5 separate regions of the Mus musculus genome follow, and regions 1, 2, 3 and 5 are each linked to region 4. A link is a contact called in public HiChIP or PLAC-seq, Micro-C and promoter capture Hi-C data. All regions are on one chromosome and are shown on one strand. The core of a region is the stretch at or near the end of the contact, and the rest is flanking DNA. Distances in the headings are between cores, read along the strand shown. Region 1 holds the start of Tmem266 (transmembrane protein 266). Region 2 holds the start of Fbxo22 (F-box protein 22). Region 3 overlaps Tmem266 (transmembrane protein 266). Region 4 holds the start of Scaper (S phase cyclin A-associated protein in the ER). Region 5 overlaps Tmem266 (transmembrane protein 266).

Evidence for each region. Promoter capture Hi-C pulls out the DNA fragments that hold promoters and counts their contacts. Hi-C and Micro-C count contacts between places; a contact is called where the count stands out from the background. HiChIP or PLAC-seq counts read pairs in DNA pulled down with a chosen protein or histone mark.
Region 1: a Micro-C map of embryonic stem cells shows a contact between it and region 4, with 5 times the contacts expected there. The contact joins the promoter of Tmem266 here to the promoter of Scaper in region 4. A contact is called at or near these places in 3 of 39 promoter capture datasets (hippocampal neurons, liver and neural stem cells), 1 of 15 datasets of contacts at CTCF or cohesin (the NIH/3T3 cell line), 3 of 484 Hi-C or Micro-C datasets (the G1E-ER4 cell line, embryonic stem cells and olfactory sensory neurons), 2 of 115 datasets of contacts at active chromatin or transcription factors (astrocytes and embryonic stem cells) and 3 of 9 other capture datasets (embryonic stem cells, liver and pancreatic islet).
Region 2: a contact with region 4 is called in a promoter capture Hi-C map of erythroid cells, with 8 times the contacts expected there. The contact joins the promoter of Fbxo22 here to the promoter of Scaper in region 4. A contact is called at or near these places in 2 of 39 promoter capture datasets (cranial neural crest and erythroid cells) and 1 of 115 datasets of contacts at active chromatin or transcription factors (the 230-238 cell line).
Region 3: a contact with region 4 is called in an H3K27ac HiChIP or PLAC-seq map of extraembryonic endoderm stem cells, with 9 times the contacts expected there. The contact joins the enhancer-like site here to the promoter of Scaper in region 4. A contact is called at or near these places in 2 of 39 promoter capture datasets (both in embryonic stem cells), 2 of 15 datasets of contacts at CTCF or cohesin (the NIH/3T3 cell line and large pre-B cells), 37 of 484 Hi-C or Micro-C datasets (the AtT-20 cell line, B cells, the C10 cell line and 24 more), 21 of 115 datasets of contacts at active chromatin or transcription factors (acute myeloid leukemia, astrocytes, bone marrow-derived macrophages and 12 more) and 5 of 9 other capture datasets (adipose tissue, embryonic stem cells, liver and 2 more).
Region 5: a contact with region 4 is called in an H3K4me3 HiChIP or PLAC-seq map of bone marrow-derived macrophages, with 4 times the contacts expected there. The contact joins the enhancer-like site here to the promoter of Scaper in region 4. A contact is called at or near these places in 1 of 39 promoter capture datasets (neural stem cells), 1 of 484 Hi-C or Micro-C datasets (embryonic stem cells), 4 of 115 datasets of contacts at active chromatin or transcription factors (the 230-238 cell line, bone marrow-derived macrophages, embryonic forebrain and 1 more) and 3 of 9 other capture datasets (adipose tissue, liver and macrophages).

What each region holds. Positions count from the first base shown.
Region 1 is chr9:55,325,632-55,328,331 of GRCm38.p6, reverse strand. It overlaps Tmem266 (transmembrane protein 266), which reads right to left and starts at 1,419. Exons shown (of 11, transcript NM_172923.4): 1 at 1,332-1,419.
Region 2 is chr9:55,207,591-55,210,290 of GRCm38.p6, reverse strand. Fbxo22 (F-box protein 22) reads right to left here and starts at 1,356. Exons shown (of 7, transcript NM_028049.2): 1 at 1,103-1,356; 2 at 800-938. The coding sequence starts at 1,239.
Region 3 is chr9:55,422,337-55,425,036 of GRCm38.p6, reverse strand. The region is part of intron 8 of Tmem266 (transmembrane protein 266); the gene reads right to left. Among named protein-coding and RNA genes, the nearest start is that of Etfa, 89 kb to the left of the region's middle. Within about 2 kb of position 1,371, at least 31 of the 459 cell types and tissues checked have an H3K27ac peak or open chromatin away from gene starts, as enhancers often do. A contact at or near this core is called in the AtT-20 cell line, adipose tissue, cerebellum and 1 more, where this site is marked.
Region 4 is chr9:55,936,843-55,939,554 of GRCm38.p6, reverse strand. Scaper (S phase cyclin A-associated protein in the ER) reads left to right here and starts at 1,436. Exons shown (of 33, transcript NM_001357652.1): 1 at 1,436-1,485.
Region 5 is chr9:55,391,158-55,393,857 of GRCm38.p6, reverse strand. All of the region lies in intron 3 of Tmem266 (transmembrane protein 266), which reads right to left. Among named protein-coding and RNA genes, the nearest start is that of Tmem266, 66 kb to the right of the region's middle. Within about 2 kb of position 1,372, at least 14 of the 459 cell types and tissues checked have an H3K27ac peak or open chromatin away from gene starts, as enhancers often do. A contact at or near this core is called in bone marrow-derived macrophages and neural stem cells, where this site is marked.

The DNA of each region.
Region 1 (2,700 bases), core at 170-2,669, 610 kb after region 4:
TGGATCTTTACCCTGCTCCTGACTGAGCGACCTTGGGTAAGTCAGTTAACCCCTTAAGTGCCAGCTTCTTCATCTCCAACACAGAGATGACAGCCTTGCAGTGAAGACCCAAGGAAATGAGCCACAAATGGCGTTTAGCTCAGCACTGGGTCCCTACAAGTACATCTCCTGGTTTAATGTGGTACCACAGTCCAGCTGCTGGACCCCCACAGCTTGCGAGTCATTTTCATTTTGTGCTTCCGGCTCTTTCTGTTCTTTTCACTATATTATTCCTGGGGGAGGGCCATAGGGAGCAGTTACATACAGTCCACTTTCCCCACTCTTCTTCACAGCCAAGTTAAAGCTAGGGAAATAGATAATATACCCTGAAGAGAAACCCAGTGCTTAGAATATGGTGATGTATGTATATGGAATATAAGTAAATCATATTTCAGTCTAAACTATATAATGGAAAAAATGAGAATTTATTTCAAAAGAAAGAATTGGCAGGCAACACATTTAAAGAGGATAGAATGGGGTCTTACGGACCTCATTATTTCAGTATTGGTGACTATGAAACAGAATGGAGTATGGGGTCTGACTTCCAACAGGTGGCTAGCTTTAATCGGCTTCAGATGCAAAACCGCGATGAGTCTGAGTAAGCAAGACTCAGATGCTCAATTCAAGGCCTCCTATTAACAATTTAGAAAGAATTTCTTTCCTGGGTTTAAACCTCCCTGGCAAGTTAGCAAGCAGGGAACTGTCTGCACCTGTCCTCGGAACAGTACGCCAGGCTGACATGAAACCCTCCATCCTTTCCAGACCGTCCATCCTGCCGCTGGGGCACCTAGCGACAAACCGGGGAAGCCCACTAGGAAGTGGTCACGACCAGCAAAGCCACAAACCCCTAGGGTGTGGGATTTCCACCTCTACACCACGTCTGAAAACCGAAAATAGGCGTCCACTTGCTATACTGCAATGGGATTCCCCTTAGAAGCAAACCTCCCGCACCCCCAGCTTTCATGTTTTATTAATAAATGCAAGATGGCACACAGAGGCAAAGAATAGGAGGGAAGGCATCCGCAGCTGGACCCGAACCAGGACAGTTTGCAAAAATAAATAAGAAGCATGTGACAAGCAGATCCCCAGTCTGGATCTGAAGACCCCGTGCTCCCCAGAGGATGGTCGTCCGGCTCCCCAGCCCGGGACATGAAGGTCAGCTGCAGGATCCTAGTCCTCCAGGGCAGTCACCCTGCAAACCACGATCCGGCCCCTACCTTTGCCTCCCTCACCCGCCCGCCCGGGCCACAGCCGGGGAAGCCCCGGCGGCTGCCGGCTGCAAGAACACGTACCTGCTGCCGGAGCTCAGGATTCGCTCTGCTCTGCAGCGCCGGGCCCGCGCTCCCGCTCCCGGGGCTCCCCTCTCCGCCCCCCCACCCCCCCGCCCCCTCGCGGCCCCGCCGCTCCCTCCGCCCCTCCGCCCACCCCGCTCGAGCGCGCGCGCACGCGCTTTCGGGACGGCGGCTCTCCCGGGCCCGCGCCTGCGCTCTCGCTGCCCGCTCCCGCTCCCGCTCGCGCGTTCCGGAGGCTGCAGAGGGGCCGCGCGGCTGTCTAGGAAACTGCGACCAGCGGGGGCCGCGTGTGGGCAGTCACCCCCGGCGAAGGGCAAGCGGGCCTCGTGGCGCGGGTGACAGGGGGCAGGAGCTCGAAGCGGAGGCTGGCTGGTGCGGCCGAGGGCGGGCGGGCGCCTGCGGTCCCACGGTACCGCCCTGGGTGCGTTTTCACACACTGTGCTGTGAGTAGCGGCGCGCAGTGTCCTCCGAGGTTTCTGCCTGCCGCCCCTGGTGTGTGCATTGCCCCAAGGAGCCTTTGAAGGCATTGCCCACCCCTCGGTGGTCCCCATCACATTCTCACGTGACAGATACACTGTGCGTGTTGGTCATGTATTGTAAATGAAGAGTTTTCTGCCCTTGAAGCGCCTGTCCCGATTGAGAATGCCTAGAGTAGACAGAGTGACTGAGCAATCTGGGGGTTTAAAAAAAAAAAAAAAAAGCCTCACGTGTGAAAAGGAAAAAAAAAAAAAGCTTACTGCTGTGAACAGTTTTTAAAAACAGTTTTTTAAAAATAGCCGCTTTCCTTTGGGGTTTTGGCCTTCTTATGTTAGATACTTTAAAGATCGGAAACCCTTCTTTCTCTAGGGCACAAAGTTCCTGAGTGACTTTGGGGTTCTCCCCCATTGGCTTCCCCTCCAGAATAATCACTATTTGGTTAGGTTCACGTGGCCTTCAGGAACGCCTGCGACTTTCTTGCCTTCTCTTCCACTAGCAAAACGGTAGAAATTAGAATTGAAAGCTTTAAAACCCAGACCATACATAGAACCGCCTGAAGGGCTCGGATCGGTTTTTTAATAGATACAGAAATGTCTAGACAAGGAATGTACATGGAAAAGTATGTCTTTGTTTAGTCCTCACCTACCAACATTTCTTAACCATCTGTAATGTCTAATTTCGGGGGGCAGGGGGTCCTTGGAGAAAACAGTTGTAGAAGTTATTTGGCTTGACAGGATTTCCCCCTACTGGTTCTAGGCATAAATAGACTGGAAAGTAGAAATGCTGTCCTCCCTCCATACTACCTCCCCGTGACCCCCCATTTAGTAGAACTACACTTAAGTTTCCTTAAGGGCTTTGAACAGCATTCATGACAGTGTTTCGCTGGTTAGCC
Region 2 (2,700 bases), core at 107-2,606, 730 kb after region 4:
AAAGGAGCGCGCCTTTCAGTTACTCATTGGGAACAGAATCAAATCCTTCTGCTCTTAAGAAAAGCACTGGGGCACTTTGGCTCCCACACCAAACATTAATCAAGAGAGTGGCCTACAGATTTGTCCACGGGTCAATCTTTGGCAGGCACTTAACTTGAGTTCCCTCTTTCTGGATCAAGTTGAAAACCAAACTCAACACCAAAAGAATCGACACATACATCAATGATAACTTCCCAATGTGGAGACTATATTGTGGTTAAGTAGAACATTCCTATTTGCCTATTATACATACTAAGCGATAATAGGGCATCAAATTGGCAATTTCCTCACGAGGGCCCCTGCCACTCAGTGAGATACTGGAGATTCACTATCTATCAGCTCTATAATCTGTCTTCACCTCCCTGAACACTGACTCTCCTGGATCCAGGGACAAAAATGAGAAAAGGAATGTGGTTTACGTATTTAGGTAGAAGTTTTAGTTCTTCCGGTTCTAGTGTGAGACCCTGGGCAAGCGATACCCAACACCTTCATTGCAAAATTGAGGCAAGTTAAGGAAGGCTCTGTACGGCCTTGTAATAGTGGACACCTGGATACTTCAATTGCCCAACATCTAATAATGACTAAACCGCAGTACGCCCCTACAAAACCTGACGTTTACTACAAAAGCCAGAATACGAGCATAGGTTCTCCGAGTTAACGAAAGCAAGGATATGTATCACAATCTTGATTTTTTAAAAAGTTCTCCAAGATGGCCCACCAGTCCTGCAAGTGACTGTCCAACGCATAACTCCATACTTGCCTCAAGCGCCTCAGCTACCACGCGCACCAAGCAATGTCCCTCCAGGTGGCCCGCTTCAGCCACACCCGCGGAGATCCAGGTCACGCTGCGATGGGTCCGCAGCACTCTGCGTACACACTCCCTCCACAGGCGGCATACTCTGGGGATGCAAAAGCACAAAGGGTTGCCGCCGGGCGGCCGGTTCCCACCGTCAGCAGCCTCGCAGCGCCAGCTAAGCACTAGGAAACCCGGGCAGAGGTCCCGGCAGAGGCGACCCCGCCACCCTCCGGGACGAAGGTCTCCTCCCGCCCCATTCGCCCTCACCCGGCTACCCGAAGCAGCGCTTTGGCCGGCAGGAAGGTAAACACACGCTCCACCACCTCCGCAAGGTTACTCAGCACGTAGGTGCTTCGCGGATCTGTGGAGGAGGAGACGCCGCCACCGCCGCCTGCCGGCTCCATTCCTCGCCTACCGGCCCGAAGGCCCTACAGAGTCTCAGGGGTACCGGAGCGGCCGGCGCACCACCTACAACCCGAGCTCCCTGAGCAGGCGCGCGCCACTTCCGGTGGGCCGCTTCCGGTACTGGACACGCCGCTGCGGCGGTGCACCGGCCTGCACAGTTCCGCCCGGAAGGGACCGGAGGCAGCCTGGCGTTTAAGCCGGCTGCAAACACTATTTGGTCAATCTGGTTAACTCGTTAGGTCTTAAGTTTTAAGCGAGTAGACATAAATAGCACTCGCCATTCTTTGGCACTATTAATTGCTACAGAAAGCACATGCCAAACCAGATAGATATTTTCACACAGGAGCCATTATTCTTTGGCTCCTGCTGGCTCTTCCCTGCAGGGCTACATACAGAATCACAGGGGATGAAGCCCAACACCATACATTCCCGAACCACAAATGAAAGAACAGTAGAGGCTGCTTCATTTCAACTGAATAGGTTGTCTCCTGACTGAGGGGCACTTTGTCCCCAGCTACTTGGCCTGACCTGGTGCTTCTTGTTTTGGCTTCTAGATCTTTTACACTGTGATAACCCATTAGAACATTTTGAGCTGGACAAGATGATGCATGTTTGCATCTAGCAAGCTGGAGGCAGGAGGGTCAAAAGCCGAAAACAATCTAGACCCTACTGCAAAATATGTAAGATAACACAAAAAAACATGAACAAGCCCTCAACAAGCAGCAGCCACTTTACTCTGGAAACCTTAAGACTTAAGTAGCAAACATGGACGCATCATACAGTCTCCAAAACACCACGATACACTGGGAATGTGTGAAAACTTCAATGCTTCCCGTTAATAAAAAACCCCAGCAGCTCTGGGCTCTCCAGGAGCCCTAAATCCTACTTCTAGAACTTCCAAACTGCTCTGTGGCTCCACTCTTCTCACCAGGCACTGGTTGGGGTGGGGGTGGGGTGCGGGAACATGTTATGACGACTAGGGAATGAACACCAAGGGTCAGTATGTTTAAGAGGAGGACTTCTGAACATTTCCTCAGCTAAGGCAACCTTCAGAAAAAACAACTGTTTCTGAATGAAGTAGGGAGGCTGTACATGGAGACATAACATTCAAACCAAACATGAAACTGGCACAGGAATTTCAGTCAAGGAAAGAAAAGGCTTTCCTTCTGCTGAGATTCTGATGAGATCTACAGATAGTGGTGTGTATAGAGGCCTTGAGTGTACAAGAGGAACTGTGCTAATAGTACCCTAAGAACATTAGAGACATTAATTAAAACAGCACTAGAAACCCACATGTATTTGAATTTAAAGAACGCAGTAAGGGAATGGTTAAAGAAAAACTGAATACACTATGTGTGTACACACCAATTCTAGGTTCCCTATCCCTCTCAGTATCTTCATCTCCACTTCTGAAACCTCCCCACACCCCATCTTCTCTTTAAACAGCCTACACTAGAAAT
Region 3 (2,700 bases), core at 122-2,621, 510 kb after region 4:
CGAGTTCCAGACCAGCCTGGGCTCTGTAGTCCCTTAATGACTTTCCAATGGAGAATGAAAGTCATGCTTTATGATAAGAGCTTCAAAGGTGGTGTTACAGCAGCCTGGGCAGACAGACAGACAGACAGAGTTCCAAGTTATGGGTGGAGGAGAGGGAGAGGCAGTGGGAGAATGGGTGTGAGGACAGACGTGCACAACTGGAGTCCCAGAGGAGAACAACGAATGGGACAAAAGCAACCAATCATTCCGCTGGGAGTGCACACGGTGGGAGAGCACATGTGTGGGGTGTTCATTGCCTCCCCACCCCCACCCAAGCTTCAGGATCCAATGAAACCCACCAGTCTGATCTGTTCAAGAAACTCCTAGAGAGAAAAGGAAAGGAGGGAGGGAGGAAGGAAAGAAGGAAGACAGGAAGGATACAAAACTAGTTACTCCTAAGCAGGATAGGTGCACCCCCCAACTCCTAGACACCCCCCCCCCCGCAGTCAACCTGCTAAGAAACGATCAGTAGAAAAACCAAGTCCCCCACAATCTCCAGAGCTCACAAAAGCCTGGCCTCTGACAAAGGCAGGCTCACAGTGCCTCTGATGACAGAGTAAAGCAAATCTTCCCCTAGCAAACATTACACAAAAGCCCATCCCTAAGCTAGGAAAACAATGGAAGCAACTATTTCTAATCTAATAGCCCAGCCTGAGCAGCAGGGGCCCACGGAGAGCCCCAGTCTGTACATTACTGGAGCGAGTCAGGCCCAGCTCAGGCGGCCACACCCAGCCTTCCCGGCCTTTAATGGGTTGGCCACAGAGTCCAACTCACATGGGCTGCAACCTGATCAATGCACACTGTGGCCAGCGGCTCGATGGCATCTAATGCAGTAGCAATAGTTTGGCTCTGTTCTTTCAGTACTGTCTGCACAGGTTGCCCGACCCTCAGAGCCATCTGCTGCTGGGATGGCGTCCAGTGTTTATCTCCACTACTCTCACCGTTGTTGGTAACAATAAAAATCAGGAGACGGTTGCAAACTAATGATTTAGGAGCAGGGTGAGGCTGAGACTGACCTTGGCCCCTTTCCATCCACTATGGAGATGACAGGTAGATGGCCATAAATCTAAATTATAGTCAAAGGATAACATATGTTATTTCTCTGATGGCTAATTTTATCAGCTAAATAGGCTTGTCACTAAAGCTATCAGCTGTTTTACAAACCACTTCCCATGTTAAAAATAATAATAACAACTTTACTTTCCTTGGTGGAAATTTTGAAAAAAATCCAGGTAACAGAGGCCATTGTGCCGAAAAGGTGGGGCGTAAGATGTCTGCAGGGAAGGAAGGCACTCTTTGGACTGAGCGGCTGCTGAAGCAGAATAAAATATGCTTCCTGTTATTCCTGCCCTTTGGCCCACTCTCTGAGCTCTGGGCACAGCCTCAAAGGGCAGCCATTTGTACAAACTGTGATCTTTCCTCAGGGTTCTCAGCTCCAGGTCCAGAGTGAGGCTAGGATGAGGAGATGGACTCCATTGGTACCCCTGTACCCACAAAGCCTGCCCTAGCTCCTGCACCTGGGCACTGGGTACGGTATCCTTCCACCTCTTCTGCCTTGGAAATGCAGAGAGCCTCTTGGGTGGAAAGTCTTATTTTTCCTTGGGGAAACCGACCAGGGAGGATTTGGGGGAATGAAACTGTGCCTCCAACTATACGAAAGGGTAATGGACCCACAAGCCTCATTTCTGTGGGTTAGGTGACTGCATAGTGACTCTTTCTCTTCGGGGAACACAGGCCACTAGTATCAACATCTAATATCTTTGAACTGTGTAAGACTTGCTGATGAAATAAGGACAGAAGCAACATCACCACTTCCAGACTTGTCAAATAAAGGCTTGTGGCCAGTTTTCCAGTCTCTTTTCTTCTGCACTGCTGGCTGGAGAAGACCCAGAGGAGCCACACAATGGAAGGAGCCTGGGGGCCAGAGTGACAGTGAAACAGACAGTTCCCTAGGCTCTGTCCACTGCAACCTGCTCTGGTAATTATAAGGATGACAAACACACTCTTTATGTGTTAAGTCTTGGGAGTTCTCTGTGTGCATATATAATATGCATTCACACATGTATATGTGTGTGTTAGGTGCAGTGCATACAGAGGTCAGAGGTCAGCGTTGGATGTCTTTCCCAAGCTCTCTCTACTCTCTCTACTGATACAGCATCTCTCCCTGGACCTGGATCCAGCTCACTGGTTTAGCTAGGAATCTACTTCCCAAGCACTGAGAGGACAGGCATGCGCCGCAAACACAGCTCTTCATACAGGTGCTGGGAGTCTGAACTCGGACCCTCAAGCATTCATAACAAGCACTTTAGCATCTCCCTGCTCCAATCCTTGAAGTCTGATGCAGCAGCTAATGGTACCTACCATGACTAGCTGTGCCTTGTGTGGACACCCTATTTTCAGTACATAGAAATGAAGTCTGGGCTCTGTTTCATCAGAAACTGCACCCAGGTAAGGGGCAGCCTGTGGAAACCTCAGTCTTCCCATCTGTAGAGGGGGTTAACAAATCTTGACCTGCTAATCTTGACCATCAGAGTCAAAAGCCATGGGAATAATGACCATGATAGAAGTCCATTCAACAGTATTTGTACCATCTTATACATCAAGAGTCTCCTTACAAGTTATTCAATTAAACTGCTTCTTTACATCACCCATGCAATAACA
Region 4 (2,712 bases), core at 187-2,686:
TGTTAAAAGCAACAAATCACTATCTTTTCTATTTGGTTTTGGGGAGAGTTGTTGACTGGTTTGTTGGGATTGTCACACTGTATTCCATGGCCTTGGTTTCTGGTAATACTGCCACAGAGACAAAGCCTTCAATATTTGGGCCTTTGGGGAACATTAAAAATTCAAACTACTGCAGGTGGGGATTTGCAGTAAAGAAATCACTAGTGACTTTAGAAAAGAATCGGAAGAAACCAAACTGCAGTAAGTCCAGACCTGAAGAGGAACTGAAGTAGTGGAGATATCTTGCAAATTGCAAAGTACAAAGGGCAGGCTATGAGGGGGAATGAAAACATGTTGAAGTGAGGGCTGGTGGTTGGGAGATTTGAAGTGGAAAGAGATTGAAGTTGTTTAAATGCTCATGAGAATAAGAGAAGATAGTAAACCAGAGAAACAAGACCCTGACCGCCATTTATATTGCACTAATTCTTCCTATCTCCACTTACTTTATTACCAATAGTGCTTATCATATAACTTACAATTTTTATTATTTGTGTTTCCTCCGAGCTCAAGAACAAACATTTCCTCCCTCCAGGATTTCTTTTGGGGGAGGACCTATTTTGTTCATTTATGACTCTAAGCAAGCTAGTAGAGCTAATGTGGCAGGTCCTTCATAACTGTTTGTCAAACAACTGAACGAATGGGTTTTCTAAGAAACCAAGAGGCGGAAGGACCTAGAAGGAGCCTCTAATACAGCGTGCACCTGCTTCCATAACTCTTACCCTCTTAAGGGTGAGGCAGATGTCAGTGACCCGTTAGCTTCCCACCTGTTGTAAGAAGTGTGAGCCAAGTTAGAATCTCAGAGTCATCTGGACGAAAAGCTGCAGAAAATACTCCTTGATATTGTACTGTGACGGGCATAGATTGTTTTCCATTTAGTTCACAACTGTGGTTTAAATACCTACACATAATCATCTTGCACTTATTGTTGTCTTTGAAATAGCTTAAGCCTACCTTTTAGGTTTTTGTAGTTGGATCCTTCCAAGCCTGGCACCGACATTTGAAACAAGCCTTTAAGTGGAGACTAAGCTCCGCTTGGCTAAGTCCCAGGTGCTTTAGTGAAAGATTGTCACACACATTTCTTGAGGTCTTTAATCGGTGGGCTGTGGTGGTAAGACACGCCGGAAGAAAGCTGAATCCGAGAAAGGGGCCAGTGTGGACAAAGCTGAGGTAGACCGTCAGTCCAAGAAAGAGAACAGCACTGAAGAAAAAGACGTTCGTCGGTACAGAGGAAACTCTTACCTTTCTACTTGAGCGCGCAAGAAGTGAGCCTAGCTGCGCCTGCGCGAATGGCCCAGGACGGCCTAGGGGGAGTGGCTGGGCTTCGGCTGGCGTCACGTGGTGCGCCGTCCATCCGCCCCGCCCGGTCCTCCGCGGCCGCCCCGCCCCACCCCGCCCCTTTCCCGCCGGGACGCTGGGAGCCGCCCCAAAGTAAGCTAAGCCTCCCGGGTAAGTGTCCGCGAGGGGCGCGCGTCGCCTCGACCCGGACGGGCCCAGGAGGGGCGCGGGCAACCTGTGTTGTGGGGCTGAGGGGACAAGATGGCGGCGGAAACCCTTCCACCTCCTCCCTCACCTGGGCGTGTGACCGGGGGAGGGGAGCCGCGAGGTGGACTGAGGAGGCCGGGCCAGGGTGGGGAGGGTCGAGCTGGCCCCGGGGCAGTGAGGGTCGTGGGACTGGGACAGACCTCAGGCCGGGCCGGGGTTAGGGTCGGGGCAGAAGACTGTCTCTAGGGGGTAGCCGAGCCTACTGGAATGTCCCTACTGCACGAGTGAGGGGTCCTCAGAAGCTGCTGCTTGCCTGCATTTGGCAGTTAATCACTTTCAGCATCTTTCCCTCCAGGGCTTTACCACACTTTCCATGAACCTAGATTCAGGCATTAGCTATCTCAGGGAAGCATGGAGGTAAAAAAAAAAAAAAAAAAAAAAAAAATTTTTTTTCTTCCCATTTTACAAATGTTTACTTGAGGCCTCAGGTGCAAACCGAAGGCCTCTCTCACCTGAGAGCCTCCTACCTCAGCGTCCTTGCCTCTGTACTTTATTAGCACTCCCCTCTGCTCAGATTTGCAGTCCTGCACACAGAAGCAGGTTAGAGTCAGTAACTGACTCCAGAGAGTTTGGGGCTTGTTAGAAAGCAGCCAGAAAATTGCTCCCCAAGCAGCACCTGCTGCTGTCCCAAAGGCTCCCTCTAAGGAGGTCTCACTACCCCATGGGCTGCCTCCTGCTGCTGGTGGACTGTATTTCTCACGTGTGTCGCGTTATTGTCTGTGGAATAGCAATTTGCTACAATCATCTTCCTGAACAGAAAATAATTCCCGGCTGCAATTTACAGATTTATTTCATCCACATCACATGGGAGAAGAGTGAGATAGATGCTGTGGACGTTTATAAATGGGAAACTTGAGGCTCAAAGAGATGATTGCTTAGCCTGATCACTTGCTGGTAATGTGGCAGATTTCTGATTTAAGATAGAAAAATAAGCACAGCACTAACCCACCCTGTCCTATGTAGGTGCTTTGAATTGGTAAATTTTTTTTCCTGTTAAGCATGACTTTCTGCAAGATGCTTGCAGATTGATTTACAACAAATACACCAAAATGACTTGAGAATGTCCATTGACATCCAAATATCTTTAGTACAAGAGCCATTTTAAAATGTCATGTGGGAAATTATGTTGGT
Region 5 (2,700 bases), core at 123-2,622, 550 kb after region 4:
GTGAAGTCTGCTGGGATGCTGCTTCCTTCTGTAGTTAGAACCTTAGGAGAGGTCCACTCTCCCTGGGAAGGACTTTTAGCAATGGCGGGGGAGATCTCAAGGAGGAAGTGATGGTCAAGAAAGTTAAAGGCAGTGCCCATAGGTATCGGGAAGAAACACACAGACCTGCCTAGTTAGTACCAACATTCTCTTCAGGCCCAAAGGACACCAGGACATGGGCCAGGAACTGGCTTAGGGAGGAAGGGTTTCTCTTGCATGGTGGGCAGAGCTCACTAATCACCTAGCACCTGGGCAGATGCTGCTGGGGCAACCACTCCCCATGACAAGACCCATCTCCTGCCAAATCCCAAAGCATTGCAAAGCCAAGTCTACCTATCCTACTCTACTGCTGTGGCAGCTTAGCTGTGCCTGCCCAGAGCTTGGCATTCAGTCACCAGCTGCTCTCAGCCTGGGAGGAAATTCATGTTGGTCCCCGAGCTGCACAAGGAGATGGTATTTGTACCACAGCTGAGGTGAACCTCTTTTCTCCCAGTGACCCCACAGCACAGCAGTGACTTAAGAGACAAAGGAAGATACCTGCTGTAGGTAGATGACTCCAGGCAGAGAAGCCTGGAAGTGGGGGTTGGGATCAGCATCCAGGCCAGAGATTGCTGGAAAGTCCCAAGGTTTAAGCCATACCCCAGGTCCCTTATGAAGCCACCATTTCTGGGTTAGGCCCATGGTCTATAACTTCGTGAGGTGACTCCAAGGTGTGGACCATGGTTCTGCCTCTTCAGATGTGAGCACTCCTGGAGTTAGGGAAGCTAAATCGTCCCCAACACCCACTGAATTTGGGCCTGCATTTCAGGAGAACCCAGCTCAAGAGTGTTCTTGCAGGTGACAACTATTATGGAGGATGAACTGAGGGTGTATGTGGTGTGACAGAAGCTTGGGAGCAGGACAGAGAAGGTAACCAGGGCCACCAGGAAGGAGGCTTGCCTGTGCCTATGTTTTAACAAGAGAGACAGGGACGGGGCTGTACAACTCTAAAGTAACTTCCATCTGGGCTCCCTAGTGGGAATGGGAACCAGCGGTGAGGCAGAACCTGCAGGTTCCTGCCTGGCCCCAGGTTTAGAATTGGATCACTCCTTGTGAAATGCAAGTGACTCAGACATTCCAAGGAGAGTGTGTGTTCCCTCTCCGCGGAAAGGTATACTCCAAGAAGACGGTGTTTCCCGTTTTTATAACCCGGTTTGCGTGGTTAATAAAAGAACTGACTGGGCTGAAGCCCGGACACAGACTGGAAAATAACTTCTTTCAGGCAGCCTCAGCCCATCAAAGTCCCGGAGTGGTGTTATTCCTGAAGTTGCCACCAGAGGGCAGACGTGCCCCTATTTCCCAACATGTGCTACAAAAGCCAGGGGCAGCTCTGGGGAGGGCTTGGGCTGCCCAAATAGAGAATACCAACAGATGGGCCTGCTGGCAGGTGGTATTCCAGAGAAGTTCCGGCACCCCTCATGAGGCCTCAGAGGAGTCCGGGGGTGGAAAGCAGGTGAGCGCCGGTGCGGCTTCTGTTTTATATTCTTAGTTGTTTGGGGTAACAGTTTGAGAGAATAAATTCTAGAATATGAAAATGGAGTTTGGCAAATCCCCAAAGGCTCTTTTATGGGAGGTCAGGCCATAGGAGTGGCCTGGAAGGCAGGCAGGCAAGATCAGGTCAGGTAGTGGTCCCAAGCTTGACAAAGAAACAGCCTCATCTTAAAGGTGAAGTATGGACCAATCAGGGCCGGGCTTGCGTTGCTCCTTCAGGGCCAAGCCTCTTTCTCCCTACAACCCACTATGCACTCAGAGGAAACGTTGTCCTCCTGGTGTGAGCCTGTGGGGATGGTGGGGACTCTCCAGTTATCCTAAAAGGGTTCTTCACAGGCAATGAAGGTGGTTTCTCTAGTGTCCGGGACAGAAGACCTCGTTAGTTGCACATTTGGATTGTTGTCCATTAAGTTCCCAAAGAAAAGATCTGAGGGGAGGTCGGAATGAGTCTAGAAGTCTAGAGGTAGGGGCGACGGAGATGAAGATGAAGCCTGGAGCACCAGGCGTTTGCCCCCTGTCTGGCCTGCAGGGGGCTTCTCCCCCCCCCCCCCCCCGTGGCTCAGAAGATTCCTCGGAGCAAAGCTCTCCAATAATTGACAAAAACAATAACCATTTGCCACACACACCCCCCCCCCCCACGCCATAGACATAAAACTACAACTCTGCATTTAAGGTTTCAAGAGATGCAGAGACTCCTTGGCCCTCATGGAGACCCCCTGCCTAGCTTCTTAAACTTACTCTTAAGGGTCATTGTGCTTGTTAGTAGTTTTGTTAACCTAACCCAAGCTGGGGCCACCTTGAGAAAATGCCTCCATTATCCTGGCCTGTAGGCAAGTTTGGAGGGGCATCTTCTTGATTAACGAATGGCAGCCCACTATGGGTAGTGCTACCCCTGGACAGATGGTTCTGCCTTTAATCCTAGCCCTTGGGAGGCAGAAGCAGGTGTCTCTCTGCTAGATCAAGGCCAGCCTGGTCTACAGAGCTAGTTCTAGGACAGCCAGGGGTACACTGAGAAACCTTGCCTCCAAAACAAAACAAAACCAAACAAAAAAGCAGGCTGAGTGAGTTAAGAACAAGCCAGTTGGTGGCATTTCTCTGTGGCCCTGTTTCAGTTCCTGCCTCTATGTCCCT